Linked DNA regions of Mus musculus: region 2 is linked to region 1. The links are chromatin contacts, called in public Hi-C maps. All regions are on one chromosome and are shown on one strand. The core of a region is the stretch at or near the end of the contact, and the rest is flanking DNA. Distances in the headings are between cores, read along the strand shown. Region 1 holds the start of Sri (sorcin). Region 2 holds the start of Elapor2 (endosome-lysosome associated apoptosis and autophagy regulator family member 2).

Evidence for each region. Hi-C and Micro-C count contacts between places; a contact is called where the count stands out from the background.
Region 2: a contact with region 1 is called in a Hi-C map of cerebellum, with 2.3 times the contacts expected there. The contact joins the promoter of Elapor2 here to the promoter of Sri in region 1. A contact is called at or near these places in 7 of 39 promoter capture datasets (the 3T3-L1 cell line, embryonic stem cells, hematopoietic stem and progenitor cells and 3 more) and 1 of 484 Hi-C or Micro-C datasets (cerebellum).

What each region holds. Positions count from the first base shown.
Region 1 is chr5:8,053,974-8,061,479 of GRCm38.p6, forward strand. It overlaps Sri (sorcin), which reads left to right and starts at 2,569. Exons shown (of 8, transcript NM_001080974.2): 1 at 2,569-2,666; 2 at 3,565-3,648; 3 at 5,380-5,449. The coding sequence starts at 2,616. It also overlaps the pseudogene Gm15730.
Region 2 is chr5:9,262,212-9,269,717 of GRCm38.p6, forward strand. It overlaps Elapor2 (endosome-lysosome associated apoptosis and autophagy regulator family member 2), which reads left to right and starts at 3,907. Exons shown (of 22, transcript NM_172706.4): 1 at 3,907-4,245. The coding sequence starts at 4,060.

The DNA.
Region 1 (7,506 bases), core at 1,319-3,818:
ACCAATACAGTAGACTTTATCCTAAAACCAGCAAAATTGTTTGCTAAGGGCCATACTTCCTGAGTCATAAGCTGGCCGTGGTTCACAAGTTGCTCCCTGAGGGCCACATCTGGCCTGCCTCTTTGGGAGAACATCTGAGAGCTAGGAATGACATCTCTTCCTGTCTTTAAAAGATAGGAGGAATAGAGTTATTCTGACATTCAACAACGATATGAAGTTCAGTGAATGAAGTTGCTCTAGATCACAGTCACACTGTTGACCTGTGTTCTATCCTTAGACACCACCAGGCTATGAGAGCCAAGAAGTTGCTATAGGGAGCATGTGATGGAAAATATTTACTATCTGGACATTTTCTCCCCCATCCCCACCTCCACCCCCACCCCGGGGGCGGAGCTAGAGTACCTAGCACCATAGCCCAGCTCTGAATTCATATCCTCCTTTCTTTGTCTTGTCTCAGCTCTCGTTTCTCAACTGCATAAAACTGCATAACAAAAGCGCCTATCTCACAGGTCTTTGTGAGGACTACACAAATAGGCAAAGTTTATGAAGGTCTGACACTCATTAATTACTGTGTGTGTGTGTGTAATTTATCTTTGTTTTCATCATTAATTTGTTGGCAATCGCTGTAAGGATTTCATTTACAGCCCTCCATTAAAATTCACTTCTTAAGGGAGGAGTAACCAGAGTCTAATGTCTCCTAATGTGACAATTAATGTAGTCGCTTATCCATAAAATGAAGCCTGCATTAGTCACAAATGCTTTATTGGTGACACATATTTTTTGTGATATTTTCAAACTCGAGTCCTGAAAGAGCTTAAATTCAAGTGTGAGTTGAGCCCTGTTCACCTAGCCGATTAAAGTTCCAAACTACAGGACAAAACCTCAGAATGCCTAATCAAAGACCATGGTATTTGAGAACAGTAATTTTATCTCCAGAAGCAGACGTAAAACAGGCTACACCTTTGCTACGTGATCACAAGGACTATTGGAATTGTTTCTCGCTATTTAGAACTTTCTGTTTTGGAGCTTATGTATCCAAAGAGAACTTGGTCACACACTATGGTCAGTCTTGTTCATTAAAGTGTTTCTCAAAATGTTAAAAACAAAACCAAGAGCGGAAGTGCCCTCCTTTCCTTTCTGCTGGGTACCGCTGCCTGCTGTCAAGATGGGCAAGTTCATGAAACCCGGGAAAGTGTTGCTGGTCCTGGCCGGATGCTACTCCGGTCGCAAAGCCGTCATCGTGAAGAACATTGACCATGGCTTCTTGGACCGCCCTTACAGCCATGCCCTGGTGGCTGGAATTGACCGCTATCCCCAAAAAGTGACAGCTGCCATGGGCAAGAAGAAAATCGCCAAGCGATCCAAGATCAAGTCCTTTGTGAAAGTTTATAACTACAACCACCTCATGCCCACAAGGTACTCTGTGGATATCCCCTTGAACAAGACTGTTGTCAACAAGGATGTGTTCAGGGACCCAGCTTTGAAACAAACGCAAGGTCAGGCGGGAGGCCAAGGTCAAGTTTGAGGAGCGATACAAGACAGGGATGAACAAATGGTTTTTCCAGAAGCTTCGCTTTTAGGTATATTTTTGTTTCGTCATTAAAAATAAAAATAAATTAATAATAACAACAACAACAATAATAATAATAACAATAAAGCAGGCAACCGTTGGTGACTCTCATCTGGGGCTGAGGCCATGAGAGGCTACCCTGAGAACCTGGATCTCAAAAGGAAAGAGTAAGAGCAAACAGTCAAAAGCAAACAAACAAAACATCGACCAACCAACACTGTTCAGTCCTTAACAGTCCGGAGCCAGCAAACAATTACCTCTTGTTGCAATTGCACCAAAAAACAAAAAAGAAGCCGTGAAACATCTGAACAACCCACGTGAGTTTCACATCCTTTCCAGGAAGCTTCACCACTGGGGTTGTTTCTATTCGAATCATCCAGAAAATTAAACAATTCACTTTCCTATGAATGACCTGGGTGAGGCTGTCCTGCCTAGAAACTGCCCTCTTCTACCCCACCCCACACACCCACGCCTAGCAATCGCACCTGAGCTACACTCAGCTTAAACGGTTGGCAAAGAAACAGGCCACCCTCAGTCAAAGCTAAAAGCCCACTTGCATGGTTCAGAAGTTTTCATCAGGTTTTCAAAGTTTTTTTTTTCCTATTTTGTAAAGTGTCTCCTTCGCCCACTGGAATTGTTCTCCCCTTCCCTACAGTTGTGCATAGCGTTCTTATCCCGTCCTCTCTACCCAACAACCCGGTGTAAATAGTAAATGTTCTACAAAATAGCACAGTAGGAAGAAGGGGGGAAAAAACCCTCCCCTAGCTGTGCGTGGATGTCGGAATGTGCCACTAGGTCGAGAGGGAGAATGGGTCCTGATATAAACTCGTCTGGGGTCCTGGGTCATCGCCCGAGTGTGGGTCGCAGACGGCGCTGACACAGCACAGAGGCAGCAGGGAACGGGCGGCACTCGGGATGCCGCGGGGCGATCGGGGTGGGTGGCGGCGAGCGGCGGCCCCCGCGGGGCGGCGTGGTGCGCTCCGGGGCGGCTCTGGGCCGGACGGGCGGAGCAGCAGACAGGCAGGGCGGAGGCGCAGTCTGCACCATGGCGTATCCCGGGCACCCTGGCGCGGGCGGAGGGTACTACCCAGGCGGGGTAAGTGCAGCGGACGAGGGCACAGCAGCCTCTGGTCTCCCGAGACTGGAAGGCGCCACGGACGAGCGGGAGGAGGCGTCGCGGGCGGTCCCAGATGCTCCCTGCGAGCTCGCCTGGACCCTGATGTCCAGCCTTGGCTCCATTTTTCTTCCCCATCTCTTCCAAGGGCCTTTCCAGGGCCCACCGGTGGGTGGGCTGCGACCCAGGAAGCCCATTCTGTAACTCGGATATGTGGCGTGAGATAGTGCAAGTTGGTGTTGACTTCCTGCTCTCTCGGAATGTCCCCAAAGCAACAACAGCCATCTTGATCTAGAATGGTTCTGTGGTCACTCCCTTGAAAAGAAAGTGACAGGGAGACCAGAAAGTCTGGAGAAATGAGCTGAAGTCCTAGAGGAAGACCACTTAGGCAGATGTGGGAGGTGTACTGTCAGAGACAGAGGGACCCTCATTTTAGATATAACCGGGCCGGCCATCCCTGTTCTTCCCAAGCCACACCTGTCAGCCCTGTACTAACTCCAGCCTTACTTAGTACTTCAAGTACTTCAAAAACACCGCAAAGGCTGTAAAAACCAACAGGAAAACAGTCCTAAGCCTAGCCACCAGGTTGCTTCCGGTGCACTGACCTCTGTAAGCTGGTTAATAGGGATTTTTAAAGTGGGTCTGCGTTTAGTGGCCATCACTCTCATGAAACTTGTTTTGGACCAAGTCTCCAGCTTTTAGATGTCAGGAGCAGGAGTGGACAAGCCTGGTGGGTCACTGAGCTGAGTCAAGGTGGTGGGGAAGATAGAGACTGTGAAGGTCGCACAGGCGTCAATTGTACAAAAGCCTTGGATGGTTAAGATAAATTCAATTCTCTCTGATGCCTTTACCTTTTTTTTTTTTCTTTTCTTTTTCACAGTATGGTGGGGCTCCCGGAGGGCCTGCGTTCCCTGGACAAACTCAGGATCCGCTATATGGTTACTTTGCTGCTGTGGCTGGACAGGTTAGCCTTTCCTTCAATACTGAAGAATTGTTATGTTCTGTTTGTGTTAGCATTTAGTGCAGTGGCACAAAAACAGTCTTTGCTCTGGAAATGAGTCCCTTTGCCTGAAAGAAGGTAAAAGGAAAGGAAGACTAAAACAGTCTTTATTTTAGATCTGGACAAATTTGGACAGAGTATTGCCTGTATCAATAATAGATCAGTTCAAAGCTTGTGATTGGACTGGGATTAGACTGACCCAAAGGGGGAATATAAATATACTTTGAAGATCTACAAAGTGTATACCTCCTCACTTGTATTGTCAGGATAGAACAAGGGCTGCTTACAGAGAAGAAATTCAAGATCTGAACATAAAACCTCTGCTTGCCTAACCTAAAGACAAATATTAGTAATTAATTATTTTATGGCCCAATTATGATAGTTAGCTACTTTCAGTTGAATTCGATAATTAATCATTTACCCACAAAGGAAGTAGAGAAGAGCTGTAAAGAAGCATCGGCTTCCAAGCACAAGAGTTGCTATCAGTATTCGGAAGGTAGCCTCCACCCAGGGGCAGGTGCTCTCTGGAGCTAGCGCTCCATGTCCTTATTAGGTGATGTGGCCAGATGACCCACGGAGGGAATGCAGGTCAGCTAGTCCCAAGTCCTAAGACCTACTTCCTCCCTCCGAGAGTTATGACCGATGCCTATGGCTATTGTGGGGAAGGACATGTTCCTAGGTTGCAAGGTCACTGTGTGTTTGTAAGTGTTCTGTGGACATAATCCAGATGTGTCCAGAGGGGACCTCCCTTCTTAGTCACCTTAGACTTGTTTTAAACAAGAGCCCAAAAGAAGGAAATGATGATTTGAAAAAACAAGCAAACAAACAAACAAACAAACAAACAGATATGCTCTAGAATATGCTAAGCAAACTTCTACGGCCACCTTGGAAGAAGTGGTACTCTAAGAAACAGAGCTCGGAGAATTTGAATGGAAAATTGAGTCGAAGACTGGGAGACTTTCCTCTCGAGTGTCTACTTAATATGTTATCGATCCGTGTTTTTGAAACCACAAGACATAGCACACCTCAAGACAAGCATTCTTAGATTGCCAGTGTCTTCAGCATGTAAGTGACTCCACCTGCTTGACTTTCAGCAGTGCTGGCCTCTAGTCCACACATTCATCTTCTTGCAAATTATTGATCTTGTTCCTAATTATAACTTAATGAGTCTCACCAACTTGGATTTATATATTTTATTTAAAATCCATAAAAATGTCATGTGTCTTATTCTGACCTCAGTCAACCAGTAAGTAGGTATTGGTACCCTGTATCTTTTCTATATAATTGTGCTTGGAAGACCCTGTTTGCTGAGTCAAACTGGTCCAAGAGCCTCTTTCTCCTTGGACCAGGCCTTGTATTTACTGATGCCTACAACTCTGTGATATACCCTACTTCCCCCCTCTTTCAAAAAAAAGGGTTGGAGGGATATGTTTTTAAACAATTCTGTTAACTAATTTTAAAATGATTGATTTTGATAGTTCCTTGGCTCAAACTGAATGCAGACTGTTGTCATGACAGTTATTCTCTCACCATTGAATTATTTTTGGAATTAGAATAAGAAGAATTTTGAAAGGCATTCCTTTAAAGAAATGCTACATATAATTATTTTCTCTTGTTAAATGCTGCTTAATGGCTTGAAAGTGCAAGTCACCACCCTGATTTCCTTTCCTGGTTTTTGTTTGTATTTTTTTAAAGGACGGACAAATTGATGCTGACGAATTGCAGAGATGCCTAACACAGTCTGGCATTGCGGGAGGATACAAGCGTAAGTTCGTGGTCTTAGGATCTGTCTAACAATACTCTTGTTCTCTGTACTTCAGCTGTGAACTGCGATTGTTCCTTTAAAGAAATCAAACTCTTCTCATCCACCAAGCTATTATTTTTAAAAAGTTAATTGAGCAGAGTTCCTAACAAGCCATTTCAGTTTACCAGAGAGGTTAGTGGACTTCTTGGATTTGGGTTCCTTGTATTCCAGGACCATTGGAACCAGTGAGACCATTTGGGTGGCCTCCCACTCAGAGGACAAGTTAGGGTGCTGAAATGGAATCCACTGGGTCAGGTATCGTTAATGCTAAGTGCTAACAGGTACCACTGATTCTACCAAGTGCTTGTTCTATCCTAACTCTGGTGGCACTGAGAGAGTGGCCAGTCTTGCTGTCTGATCTCTGGGCTCTGGGCTTACTCCCTGGTAATACAAACACTTGCAGGCCATGACACTGCCAAGGTCATTCTTTCTGTCACCTGAGAAGATGTGTTCATGCTGAGGAAAGCTTCCTGCTTTCACTCCATGCCAGCCTTCTGCTCCGTCCTCCATTCATTGCAGGCTGTATGTGCAGCCCCACTGTTTGTCACATAGCCTACCGTCCTGACTTCTCCAAACTGTGCTCCAGGAAGCAAGTAGGGAAATAAACGTTGCAAAGATGCTGAATTCTGGCTGGGGCTCATTATCCCACGTACTCTGGTTTTGTTTGGTTAGTTGTTTTGTTTTGTTTTGTTCAAATCTAATCTTGACCAAGAGAAGTGTCTGGGACAAATAATAGTGTCTTAGCTCAATTGTGCCCCCTTCTAACTTCTTCGCATTTGTTAGTAAAAGCAGAACATCAAATGGACACCTCAACGTCATAGTAAGCTATAAGTTAAAATGCTTAGAACTCAGACCTTAGGATTTTCAGTGGCACTTTCAGCTGTTGGAGGTGCTGTGTTCTCTAGATGGCCACCTTTAAAACACTGGCTTTCTCTTGTTCCCATGTACAGAAGCTGTACAGCCGCCAATCTTTTAAACAGAGATTCCAAATCATCGGCCACAGACTTGAAAGTGGAAGGGTGCAAGTGGGATACTACAGATCAGAACCAGTCATCACTAGAGGGGGACTCAATGGGAGGAGTTCCAGTCTCCAAAATGGAAATTCATATTTTCCTTTCCTTGATTTTGGTGGTTCCTCGACAAGAAGCTTGACGGAACCAGGGAGGGGCATCCTTCCTTGCTAGGCCTGAATCATTGTTTCTCTGGAAGAAAAGATGGCTGAGATATTGTGGTAGAGTGTAGAGAACCAGCGTACTGGGAAAACACCACATGGATAATTTTGAAACTATATACAACTTTTAAATATCAATAAAACCCCAAAATAGTCTTTTTTAAAAATTTATTTATTTATTTATTATATGTAAGTACACTGTAGCTGTCTTCAGACACTCCAGAAGAGGGAGTCAGATCTCGTTACGGATGGTTGTGAGCCACCATGTGGTTGCTGGGATTTGAACTCCAGACCTTCGGAAGAGCAGTCGGGTGCTCTTACCCACTGAGCCATCTCACCAGCCCCCCAAAATAGTCTTATTAAAAGTAATAATCTACATTTCCCCTTAGCCTTTACAAATGAGGGTTACTTCTACACTAAACTACAGCTCTTATCCAGGGATGAGAATTCATCCCTTCAACCAACCAGTCCATATTTTGATGGCCAGTCACACTGGGTGTGCAGAAAGAGTTCCACCTGCTGAAGGTCCCCGGGTTAAGTACTGAGGCTGGGATGGTAACCAGCATGGTCACGCTAGATAGGAGTGAGCTTGCAGAGTTGGTACCGAGGCTGAAGAAGAAACAAAGCCCAGCCACAATGATGCCAGTGGGGAGAGTGTAGGTACAGAATTCAGGCATATAGAATGGTATATATGAAAGACCCAGATGGAATGTGGTTTAGTTATGGAAGTGACAAATTCCCTGTGGAGATCCTGCCTGGTTGTTGGTGAAATGGGAGAGTTCATGTAGGGGTTCTGGCCTTTACCCCGAAAGCAGAACACCCTACAGCATTCTGTATTGGATTGTAT
Region 2 (7,506 bases), core at 2,657-5,156, 1.2 Mb after region 1:
GCTGGCCAAGATGAATCCTGAGCTCTAGGTTTAGTGATAGACCTTGTCTCAAAAAACATGGTGGAGAGTGACAGAGGAACATACCCAGAGTTGACCATTAATCTTTATGTAGGCACACTCACACACACACACACACACACACACACACACACACATACACACACACACACTTGTGAGTGTGCGCATGCACGCACCCCCTGCACAAAATTAGGAGTTCAGGTGAAGCCCTCTTTATATGCCCTCCTAATTTTTCACTCCTTTTAATTAAATGAAATCTGCCCGTGTTTTAATACATAAAATATATTGATAAATAAATTTAATACATAAAATATCCTGCACATAACAATTGCTTTGCATGATTGTCTTCCTCACTGAGTGGAAAAAGTTCCCAAGTGTTTCCTGTGTCAGGTACCTTTCTTTGTAGTTGGGTAAAATGCCATAAACATGTCAAATGAGATTATGTTGAAGGTGCCTCCACCTGCAGCTGACTTCAACCCAAGTTAGTGTAACAGGGAACTGTGATCTAACTGAAGAGCATATTCTTTTAACAGCTATCTGAGATTGGCTGCCTTTCCAGCCAATCACAGGTTGTAAGCTAAATTTGGCAAATGCTGTGACCAATTACACTCGCTTTCTCTCTCTCTCTCTCTCTCTCTCTCTCTCTCTCTCTCTCTCTCTCTCTCTCCTCTCTCTCTCTCCCCTCTCTCCTCTCTCTCCTCTCTCTCCTCTCTCTCCTCTCTCTCTACACTCGCTTTCTCTCTCTCTCTCTCCTCTTTCTCTCTCTCCTCTCTCTCTCTCCTCTCTCTCCTCTCTCTTCTCTCTTCTCTCTCTCTCCTCTCTCTCTCTCTCTCTCTCTCTCTCTCTCTCTCTCTCTCTCTCTCTCTTTGAGTTTTACAGCTACACAGCATTAGTACAACTATATGCAACAGAAACCAATCAGAATATTGGCATATTATGGAAAATGGGTCATTTTGACATGATATTTATACCAATGAATTCATAGCTTATGTGTTTTTGATAAGTTATCCCTGTAAAAGGGCTGAGGATACAGTGTTTGCAATTAGGTTATTCCTCTATGTCATAGTCTCCAAATGAAGTCTCTCTGATGCTGTGAGGTGGAGCTCTCTGGTTTATGGTGCTATTTGGTTCATGAATATTTACATCCCTCAAATTCCACTAAACTTAATTTGTATAAAGAGTTTCTTTTACATATAACATTATTTGTTTCATTTTCCCTTAGTTTTAGATATTTAAGTTTCATTTACCTTTTTTTTTTTTGTTTTACAAATAACATTGATGAAGTGTTGGTCTTGACATTTTTATGTGCGCATTTGATCCCTCTCCCATGGCTGAATTGTTTGACAAAAAAAGAACACAGAGAATGCAAATGATACATAATGGCTATAATAAGACTACAATAATTATGGAGAATGTGAAAACAAATACTGTAAAAAAAAAAGAAGAAGAAAGGAAAGCAAACAGCTGTCTTGCTATTAGTTTATTAGAAAACCTCTGCCAACAGCTTTGGTTTTGTTTTAACCAGGCTTCTTCAATAAACCCACCCCAACTGCACACCCTACTCTCTCCTGCCACACCTGGAGACCAGCTACTTAAGGTGAGTCTCCAGGTTTTAAACATTGATAAAGTATCATTGCACTTCCTTAAGTCTCTTAGTATTCTCTGAAAATACAACTTTAATATCAGTATAGTTTTACCACAGGAAGGAGCATAACTTACTTAACTATCCCCCTTTTGGGGGCACTTAGGCTATTTAATTTTTAATTAAACAACAGTGAATGTAAAATCTTGCTCTCCTTAATCACTAGTTCTTAGATGGCTAGAATTAAAAATGACCAGAAAGACAGAAAGAACATGAAGTTGGGTGGGTAGTGAGGTGGGGAGGATCTGGAAGGAGTTAGGGAAGGGAAAAATATCAATATATAGTGTATGAAAAAATTAAATAAAAATTTAAAAAGCTAAAGGCGTACTCATACTTTGATAACTCTAATTAAGTTTATTCTTTGGCAATTTCAAATATGTTTATAATGTGCTGTGGTGCCTCCCACTTTTCCCTCCCTTATCTTCCTCCCATTCCTGTTTTCCCGGACAGGTCCCTTTCTACACTCAATGCTTGCTTTTTTGTTCTGTCTTGTCACCACCTGAGCATAACCAGGGACATCTGTGTGAATGTGGGTTGGTAGCTCACACATTCACCTGGTGGGCTCACTTCTGGGGACACAAGTGAACGCAATAACTGTCCCTCCTCCAGAATTCATCAGTAGTCAATAGTTCATGAAGGAGAGCTACAGTCCCCTGGGACCCATGATTTCCTGTTAACAGCCCAGTGCACTGGGCGTGGCTGATGTGAATTCAGGACTGTGAAGGCTATGTGGTACTTAGAGATAGCCTGAGGCAGCCCTCCTCTTTATCTTCCTTCTGGCTCTTATATTTGTTTGGTCTCCTCTTCCATCATGTTCCCTGACTGAGTAAAAATATTTTAGTATGCTGTCAAATTGTTTTCAAGAATATCCGTGTTCCGGAGTGCATAATCCACACGCACATTTTCTAGAATTGTTCTCATTCCGAGGTTCATATAGAAACACTTTTATAATATTTCATTCCGCTTACATAAAATTTATGTTTCAAACATTCGCTACTTGAATTCATACTTACTAACATTTTTGTGCTTAGAGGATTTAAATTTTTTGGTCATTTAATATTGCAATCTGGTTTACTTGCAAGAAGAAAAATCTATGTAGAACGTATGCCTGTAGCTGTGGTGCTGTTGATGTAGTTCTGTGACTGTTGTGTGTTACTGAAGTTCACCTCTGATGTACCCTGCACAAAAGAAAAGCAATGTATACTTAGTAACTCTAAGCTGTTTAATCCTTTAAGAGGAAATTATTAATTGAGAGTTACAAAGAATGCTATTTAGGCAAATCTGTACTTTAATCTACTTATGTTGAATAAAATGGGCTTTGTTTTAATAAAGAAAGTGTTTTTAATTCATAGACATATGGTTAATTGTTGACAAAGATAATATAAATTTGGCTCACATAAATTCTTGGTGGATTAAAGAATAAAAAAACAAACAAAGGAAATAAAAACCGAAGCGATAACAGAGCCACCTACCTGTTTGGCTACTCCTAAACTGTAAGTGGAAGAAAACCGAAAGGAAATGTATATATATTTGAGTGAACGTAGCTGCTGCAGACATATTCAGGTCCATTTATATTTAGTGTGTCAGTTGGGTCAGAGGATCCTTGAGCTCCTCCCATTGACATATCACCCTTCACTGCCTAGTGTGTGCGTGTGGGTCACATAAAATAGACCACCACTGCAGCTTTTGTACAGGATAAATGCTTTCCCAGAAGCAAAAAGGTTTGTTCGCCAAAAGCTACACATCTGTATGAAATAATACCTAAATCAGCAGGAAGTAGGTTTGGTACCACCACTTTTTTCCCATCTACTGTGAGGCAGGCACCCTTCCAAGAGCTTTGTGCACATCAACTTAATTAACCCGCATGGCGACCTCACGTGGTGGCTACTGTTATCATTTTCATTAAATAGATGAGATAACCGAGCTCAATACTACAAACCTCAGGCCTCTTTCCTCTCTGCCATTTCAGCAAACCCTAATCTTGTAGAAATTCATTCTGAGGCGTGGATCCTTATAAGAGATATCCCTAGGGTGTCGACAGGGGTCTAGAGAGGAGCGACACTCCGGAGTCTCTGGTCTCTCTGAATCCCTCAATCTTGTCACAAGGCTCCTGCGCGGTTGGCAGCGCCACCGCTCCACGCGTGCTGGGCTGGGCCTCAGCCGCAGCCCGCGCCACCTGCTCCCGGCTCCCGCGTCCCCGCCCCACGTCCCGCCCCCGCGCCGCGCCCGCGTCCCACGGTCCCTCCCTCTGGCGTGACGGGAGCTCGGGCGCCGGCTGCCCGCGCTGCGAGCGGCCGAGCTGTAAGCGTGCAGATCAGCCCAGTTGAGCTGAGCCCAGAGGAGGCAAGAGCACGGTCCTCGCTTCCCAGACTCCTCGCCGGAGTCCATTCAGTGCCGGGATGCTGCTGCTCACCCTGCGGCGGGCGAAAGGCAGGGATCGGGGGCGACCGGCCGGGGGTCCCCGCCGCGCGCTCTCGCTGCCCTGGAGCCCCGCCTGGATTTGCTGCTGGGCGCTCGCAGGCTGCCAGGCAGTTTGGGCTGGAGACTCGTCCTCCTCTGGCCGCCCGCTTCCTGCGTGCCAAGAGGTGAGCAGCACCGGGTCCCCACTTGGAGTTTGAGGCGGGGTGTGGGGTGGGGCGATCTCGGGGACCTGGGCTCAGAGTGACCATCACCTTTTTCGGGTTTGGAGGACAGGGGCGTTCGTTTTGCCCAGGGATGAAGTTGCTCGCCCCTGCTAGCTGGCTAGGAGCGGGTGTAGAGGCTTTCTGTCTTTCTGGTGGTGTATTTCTCTCCGTGCTGGTGTTTGGGGGTTTCTGAAGGACTTTGCTGCGCCCCCTTTGGAGAGCCAGGTCTCAGGACCTGGGTTTGAGAAAGAAATTTCAGGAAGGGGAGGAGACTGGGGAAGCCCTGCCCCATAGGATTTAGAAAACTAAGGCTTTATAGCTTTTGAGAGACCTAGATACTCACCCTCCCTCTCCTGATTTCTCTGCTCCCCAGTCTCCACAAATGCTTTCATCCAATTCTCAAGCTCTCAGCTTTCAAATACAGAACAGTGTGGTCTCTTGACATTCTGGCAAGACATGGATGTGAAGAAGGCAGAGAAGAAAGTACTTAGGAAAGAGGCGGGTTGGTGATGTAGAAAATTAGAATGGGCAAAGCAAATATGTTCCTTTGGGGAGGTTCTTCACCTGGTTGAAGTCCTGTAGCTGAGTACTTTACAGTTTAAGATCACTGCTGCTTTATAGCCAAGAAGGGTACATTCTGGGTGATTAGATCTTTCTCCTGCTTTTGGGAAAAACGAGACTTACTGTGCCAACAATTTCTAGAGGGTGTCACTGGAAGTTGCTTTGTGTGTTTACCTTTGCCTTTCATGCTCCAGAAAGTGCCTTCTTTTAATGAAAATCAATGAGGGGAAGGAAGTAACATTTCTGACCTACTTTGAGTGATTCTGTTGGAGAAGAGGTGAGGCACACACGCTGTTTTAAGGAAGATTGCTAGGAATCAGGGTGACAGGTTCTTTATAGGTATCCAGCAAAAATAGGTTAGCCATTAGCTTCTTTTGAGAAGAACGGCAAGATTCTGTTTCTGTGCTTGCTGGAACCACTTCGGAATGAGAGTATCCTCCTTTTAGACACCATCCATCATCCCTGGGTTTTCATCTTCTTCTCTTACAATACATGCCCCAGGGCAGCCCACAATGATGGAAAGTCAGATGGCAAGCTTGGGTGTGAATATGCAGCTGTACTGTAGCTAGTGAATCGGGGCAAAGTCTTGGCAAACAAACAGCTGTGCATAATTTCAGCTTGTGCTAGTATTGGTTCGATATGTATCCTGCCACTTGTCACCTGGGAATAAACCAGTGTATGGGGTTCTATAGAATTCAACTTTTTGGACATCCACAACTGTTGTGGCAAGATAAGCTTTATTGTCCAGTTGCCCAGACACAGTTTATAGCACACGTTTCTTTAACGAAGTGAAGTTCCAAGTTCCTTGCAACACTAATTCTTAGTAGTGAAGAATTGAAGACTATTTTTGAAGTAGAAAGGTCAAGGCCACTAGAAGAGATGCATATATATATATATATATACATATACGTATATATATGTATATATATTTATACATACATATATATATACATATATACATATATATATATATATATATATATATATATATTCATTCTCTTAACCCAAGCTGGGTTCAAACTCCTTATGTAGCTGGTGATGGGTAATGAGTTTCTTATCCTCCTGCCTCCATACCCCAGTTGCTAGGATTACAGATAGAGGTCACCACATCCAGTTTATATAGTGGTGTGGATGAAACCTAGGGCCCCTTTTATTCTAAGCAAGCACTCTACCAACTGAGCTACATCCCTATTTCTAGACTATAATCATACAGAACTGAGGCATGGGGGTGACAGAATGTACAAGAAGGCGATGCTCATCCCAATTCCAGCCTTTCATCGACTTGGTTTTAGAAATTGTATGTGATCCACGCTTTTAGATCTTAATTTTGATTTTTTTCCCTTTAAAAATGAAAGAAGATAAAATCTATAGGAGGATGCTCCTGAGTCAGCCTCTGGCTAGTTTGTTTCTAGAACCAGTAATACACAGATCTACGTATGTTCTCCCTGCAGACTGTAGGCACTGTGGGTTAGAGACTCCACTGGAAAGAGAAGAGGCCTCCCACGGGCATAAGCATAAGCTGATTGTCCATACCCAGGCTAGTCAGCTGAGCTAATTTGTATTCTTGATCATTGTTTCAATCTACCATTATTTTGAAGAGGAAAATGAGGGGGTAAATGATTCTCAGGCTTTGCGGGTAAGGACTTCCTGTTCTGGGCATGTGAGGATATAGGGGATCCATCTTGAGCTTAGCAAGTTCCTCTGAGAGATAGCTATTGGACTATGATAATAAGGAGAATAAAGCAGCCATTTCTTGTCTATTATGATGGTTTAACCACTTGTTTTCATGTCCATATTACAGAGGGACTGGTACTTGCCTCCTTAGTGCTTGGAGTCACGATGGTCTACTCAGTCCTGGGTTTTCTTAACATTAAAGGGAGTCATTGCTGAACACAAGGACAGCAGCCCTGTGAGGTTCAGAGAGATCAAGAACAGCTAAGATCCGGGCCTTTAAGGCTGAAAACTAAAGCCAGGTCTTAATAACATGAATGTTATTAAGAGGGTATGGAAAAATTTGCAGGGTACTCTAAATCTCAACCTTCTATCAACATTTTTATAAAATAAGCCATGTTGTTACAAAGACTGATTTCTTTCCTTGCTTACTTGAAAAAGGAAAGAAAAGACCATGTAGAAAATTGGCCTGGGAGGCACCTTATAATGATTGCCTGAGATGAGACAGAGGGCCCTCCAAAAATATAATTGGGCTGTGGGTAGAAGTTTCACCTTAGATTTGTGGCAAATTGGACTCTGGAGTGAGGCTCTAAGAACAGGGCTATTAGAGTTTTTGGATGATGGAGGGGAGGTGAAATGATTGCTTTTGGAAGTTCAGCTGGGGACCAAATCAGCGGGTGGAAGTGCAAGCACAAACAGGAAGGGGCAGTCTGGGAGAGGGAAATAAAAATCAAGTCCATGAGCCATAGATACAGGGCGAGGATAGGATGCGATGGATGTTCCTAAGTGGAATCTGGACACTAGACCTGTATGGTGTTATTTGGGGTTTTGTATGGGGAAGGAAACACTTTCTGGGGTTTCATGTGTTTGTTTTGCACTTGTCAACTGACTCTAATCAATAACCTATTTCAGTATTAGGACATGTAATGTAGTACAGGAAAAATTGTATCAGTGTGAGAATTGTTTATTGCTAGATTAGTGCAGCTCAAT